Linked DNA regions of Macaca mulatta: region 1 is linked to region 2. The links are chromatin contacts, called in public Hi-C maps. All regions are on one chromosome and are shown on one strand. Each heading gives the region's core, a stretch centred on a gene start, on an enhancer-like site or on the middle of the called end of the contact. The rest is flanking DNA. Distances are from core to core; before and after follow the strand shown.

Region 1 (2,700 bases), core at 163-2,662, 38 kb after region 2:
TTCTGCAAGCAGGCTTCCTGCAGCACGAAACTCCCCCCACAAACTGCTTAAAAGGTAACTGATCCCTTTGTTCCGGACTCAGTCTTTCTGGACCCTAGTCCGACTGAGCCAGTGATCACCTTAATAATAAAGAGCTCTCCTGAACTCTGTTCGGCCTCTCCCGTCTCTCTCATTTGTCCCGCAACACTAGCAGTGTATCCTCAGGCAATTTACTTTTTTGTTCCTTGTTTCTCTCTCTGTAAAAAGGAAGAGGAATACTTATTTTGGCAGGTTATAAGAATTGAGTCAAACTCATTTATGTTAGTATAAAAAAATGAACAAGAAAACTAATATAAAGCACTTAGATCAGTACCAGGCAGATCACAGGAACTCAATAAATGGAAATTAGTAATATTACAAAAGGTGATGGAAGTCAAAGACAATTTACTGTACCTCAAGAGAGTAGAGGTAGGATCAGGAGAATTCCCCAAATGTGTTCACAGACAAAAACTGGGGGAAAGGCAGGGTAGTTTCCTGGTAAGACGAACAGCACATGACAAGGCACAGAGATACTAAAAAGTATGCTATGTTTCTAGGACCAGTTCGTTATTCCAGAAGGGAGAAGGCAATAAGGGTGGAAAAACTGGGCCGAGAGGGGAATCTGGGTTGGTGATGCCTCTGGTGGGCAGATAATTCTTACTAATTTCTGTATTTTCTGCTGCTGGTACAAAACGTGACCCATATGTTTCCAACAAATGATGAAACAATTCATTCCTGTTGTTAAGCAATAGGGTTGTAGAGAAATATTTGAGCAGTAAACATGCTACAGTGAAAGGAACCCCGGATTTGGAGCCAGGAGACCTGAAGCAGTCTTTTGACTAATGACCTGTGTTTTTATAATGGTTTTACAACTTACCTGCTGCCTGGCCTTACCAACGTACCGACATATTGAGTCTCTTGACCTATAAAATAGGGGTAACATCTAACAAGCGATTATTTAAGAGTTGACGCTAGTAAAGTACTCAATAAAAACAGCGGCTGCAGCTGCTAAACTCTCCTTTAGGTCTTTTTCCATACTTGCGAAATGACAGGGTTACAAATTTCCTTCCAACCACCACTGAGAAAGTATACTAGGTTTGCTCAAGGACAAAAAGGCCCCGCCCGGTCCGCGCCACACAGGTCACCTACGCAGAATGCAGTCCTGGGAGGTTCCACTTGTGTCGCTCAGCGATGGAGGGCGCGATCGATGACAGGCCACTCCAGAGACGGACCTAGATAGGCTCGTGTGAGGCCGAGCCGAATTTTACCGAAAACCAGTTCACACCACCACCCGATTTGTCCAGACGAAAAGCCAAGAAACAGCTGAGGGAAAGGAAACCGGAAATGGCGTGAGCCGTGAGGAACGGGAAATGACCTCAGCACGTCGGAAGTGTACTCGTTTCCAAGGCGACGGCCTTGCTGCCTCTCCAGCCAAGTGACTGGAGTCGGGAGGCTGGAAAGCAGCTCCGAGAAAGTACCAGCCGAAGGCGGCCGCCGCCACAGCGACTCTCAGGGAGTAGCAGACGAAGACGGCGGCCGCCGCACTAGCCACCACGTGTGGAGGATAAACGGCCTACACGGCCATTCCAGCGCCGAGTCAAGGGAAAGAGTTAGCGACGACGGGGAAAGAAAACGTGAAGAGGGTGACCGCCGCTCCAGGGTCGCTGCGGGAAGCCTAAGTGGAGACGCCGGCTTGTCCCGCAGTGACTTGAGAAGGGTCAGTGAAAACCTCGGCCACTGCCGCAGCGTCTCTGGGGAGAGAGTTAGGGGGGATAGTGGCCGCAGTCACAGAAACTCTTGGGAGAGAGTTAGGGGAGACCGCAGCTTCTGCAGCAGCGACGTGAATTTTAGTGAAGTTGGAGGCCACCAAACTGCCGACTCCAGGGGAACTACCAGAGAAGACCGAGGCCTCCGCCTAAGTGGTACTTGGGAGGGAGTCAGTGACGTCCGGGACCCGCGAACTAGTGACTTCGGGTATAGAGTCAGAGACGATCGCAGTCGCCGCCTCAGTGGCTCCTGGGAGGGAGGGAGTGTCGATGGCGGCCACAGCCTCGGTAGTTCTTGGGAGGGAGTAAGTGAAGACTGCGGCTACGCAGCCAGCGACTCCTCCGGTGTGAGCGGCAGTGAAGACGCCAGCTGCCGCCTCAGTGGCGTTTGGGAGAGAGAAAGTGAAGACGAAGGTTTCTGCTGCAGCTTCTGGGAGAGAGCAAGAGAGGACCTTGGGCCCCGTCCTAGTGACGACGGAGAAGAGGGCCGCTGCCCCTGCAGTGGCTCGTGGGTGAGAGCAAGTGAAGACCGCGGCAGCATCAGGGGCCTGGACTCAACTACTCCCCAGAGTCGGAGGTGTTGCACCATGCCCGGGGTGGCTAATTCAGGCCCCTCCACTTCCTCTAGGGAGACTGCAAACCCCTGTGAGTCAGACTATGTCGTTGGCCCTCATCTCTGCCACATTCCTTTTCTTACTTAAGCGTGCAACAGTCTTAGCCCTTTCTGGCATTTCCTTTTCTCAGGTGTCGCTCCCCGTTTCCCTTTCTAATTTGTTTTTGGAGATACCAAAGCTGTCAACTTTCCCCTGTTCTGTATTATTTCAGCTTTCTTTCCTTTTTTCCATCCACACCAGTCCTCCGGGTCTTCTTGCCCAGCTTAACATCAACTCTTGTTCAGTCTTACGGACTCTTTTAA
Region 2 (2,700 bases), core at 145-2,644:
CCTAGTAGTCTACGGAAGGCAATGGAAAAGCAATTTTAGGTAATTGACACTTTTTTTTTTTTGAGACGACTCTCGCTGTCACCAGCCTGGAGTGCAGTGGCGAGATCTAGGCTCACTGACACCTCCACCTTCCGGGTTTAAGCGGTTTTCCTGCCTCTGCCTCCCGAGTAGCTGGGACTACTACTACGGGCGCATGCCACCACGCGCAGCTAATTTTTGTATTTTTAGTAGAAACGGGGTTTCACCATGTTGGCCCGGATGGTCTCGAGCTCTTGATCTCGTGATCTGCCCGCCTCGGCCTCCCAAAGTGCTGGGATTACAGGCATGAGCCACCGCGCCCAGCCCGTAATTGACACATTTTAAAAGCTTATATTTAGGTCAATATCACTACTCAATGAAAAAATTACGTTTGGTTTGTGTTATGTCGCAGCTCCATAGTGAATTATTTATTTGAAAGCTTTGTGTGTTTTGCGAGCATCATTTCCAACCTGGGAAGAGAGCCCCACAAGTTTAAAAAAAAGTGTATGCGTGTGTGTCTTCCTACTTGCCCCAAACAGTGTATGCTAAGCAGGTTCTGAAATGCAGATTCACAGTGGAGATATTAGGGTCCGGCTGGCTGTGGCTGTTGAGAAACACTCTTCCTAGAGCTCAGAGTGGGCTCCTTAAAGAGCTCCTCCAAACCCCCAAGGAAAAAGCCTTTCACACTTAACCTCTAAATAAAATGCATTTTCCTGGGGATTCAACTCAGGCAAGCTCGCCTAGGTATTTTTGTGGGTGTGGGAAGAGGCGTGCTGGAATAAACTCTCCAGCGGTGGTTTTCGAGGTTACGGGTAAATTCAGCACCTCCCTCTCACTTTCCAGTTCCCAGAGGGGTAACCGGCCCCGGCAGCTGGACCCTCCCAGGCTCTCGAGAGCACCTGAGACGCTAACAGAGAGGGGGTGCGGCCGCAGAAAGCCTCCGCCCCCTCCAGCCCCCACCGTCGGTAGCAGCTACGGGGCAGGCGGGAGGAAAGATGATTGACAGGCCCGCTCAGTGGCTGGGAAGCTAGAGGGAGGGACGAAGAGGGGACGGCTGAGCCTTCTTCTTAAAGTGGTTGGGTTGGGCCTCGGGAACTGCCTTCCCCAGGCCTATTGGCTTCCCTGAATGGGTTGTTATGGTAACAAATGACCGAACAGTCCCTTATGAATCGGCCAATGAGAAGGGCCGTCTTTTCCAGCGCACCTCCGAGCCGTAGATGTTGCGAAAGTCCGGGTAGAGGCCGGAGAAGAAGGCGGTGCCAGGACGTCCTGCGGAAGGGCCGGGGGCGGGGCTCGTGACGTTACCGGGCCAGCCAATCACGCCTGGTTTTATCAGCGGCCCCGCCCTTTTACCGCACATTTCCCCTCCCCTAGTTCATTTCGCACGACGCAGCGGTTGGGAACACAGACATTTTCGGAGCTGGAGCCGCCACTGCCGCCGCCATTTTGTGTCTGTGGAGAAAGAAGCTTCTGTGGCGGCTGGAAGTGGACGGAGATCACCCGCGAGACGGCGGCGTTTCATACCCGAGGTTCCCCCTGTGTCGTCCCCCATCCCCCCTCCGCGGTCAGCATGTGGTGAAGCCGGAGCCGCGAGAGATCCGGGGAGAGGAAGAGGAGTCGGAAGGGAGGCGGGGTATCCAGAGCGGCTTCAGCTTCAGCTGCGGCGGACCTCGGAGGGGGGCCGCGGCGCAATGTCAGAGCAGACGCCGGCCGAGGCCGGTGCTGCGGGGGCCCGGGAGGACGCCTGTCGGGATTATCAGTCATCGCTCGAAGACCTGACCTTCAATAGCAAGCCGCACATCAATATGCTGACCATTCTAGCCGAGGAGAACCTGCCCTTCGCCAAGGAGATCGTCTCTCTCATCGAGGCCCAAACCGCCAAGGTTTTTATACACCCCGCAGCCTCCTATTCTTCTAATACTCCCTGATTTTAGTGTCAGCCTCATCCCAGGTCTCGCTTCCATCCCAAGGGGGACAGTGTTCCTTCTCTCCAACCCCCCACCCCCCTCCAACTCAGGCTCGGTCTTTGGCCCAGGCTTGGAGCATGGGCCTCTCGGGGGGAGGGAGTGGGGAGGATAAAGGGTGGAGTCCCACTTCCGCTTACCAACTCCCTTTTTAGGCCACCGCATTGTATATCCCGACACACACACGCTTTGAATAGAGCCCTTTTGGGTGGGGGAGACTTAAAGGCAGTTTGTGGTTTGGGGAAGTAAGAGTTAACATAAGCCATTTTAATCCCCTGGGAAGTGGGAGAGTGGGTCTCCCATTTTCCCCCAGCACCCTTTTTGGTAATTGTGTTCTGTGGGTTGGAAGGAGGTGAAGGGGGACCTGGGAGCGAGCTGTTGGTGGGTGGGAATAGGGATTTGGCCCCGAGTGGAGCAGCCGCCTGTTAGGAGCCCAACATGGCGCCTGAAAAGCACATGATGCGAAAGGGAAGAGAGGAGAATCCATTCCCTGCCAGCCAGGCAGCTGCTCACACCCGTCAGCCCCATTTTGGGGTGGGGGCGGCTAGATAAAACTTTTATTCTCCTATTGGAGGGTCTAATTTGTCCCAAAATAGGGGCAAGTGGGGTTGAGGGTGGGGTTTGGGTGGGGGGAGGAGATCTTATCCAACCTGTAGGTGGAGAACTGGCCCAGAGGGTAACAAGTACTTGCAGTTTCTCTGAAAAGTTCAGTCCCTCC

The links. A called contact is a pair of places that touch in the nucleus more often than the background predicts.
Region 1: a Hi-C map of CD4 T cells shows a contact between it and region 2, with 3 times the contacts expected there. The contact joins the promoter of ANKRD42 here to the promoter of PCF11 in region 2. A contact is called at or near these places in 2 of 14 Hi-C or Micro-C datasets (CD4 T cells and fetal cortex germinal zone).

What each region holds. Positions count from the first base shown.
Region 1 is chr14:83,721,361-83,724,060 of T2T-MMU8v2.0, forward strand. It overlaps ANKRD42 (ankyrin repeat domain 42), which reads left to right and starts at 1,413. Exons shown (of 11, transcript XM_077964118.1): 1 at 1,413-2,429. The coding sequence starts at 2,372. LOC106993411 (a long non-coding RNA gene) reads right to left here and starts at 1,369. Exons shown (of 3, transcript XR_013404239.1): 1 at 1,168-1,369; 2 at 120-236.
Region 2 is chr14:83,683,105-83,685,804 of T2T-MMU8v2.0, forward strand. It overlaps PCF11 (PCF11 cleavage and polyadenylation factor subunit), which reads left to right and starts at 1,395. Exons shown (of 16, transcript XM_028833877.2): 1 at 1,395-1,901. The coding sequence starts at 1,710.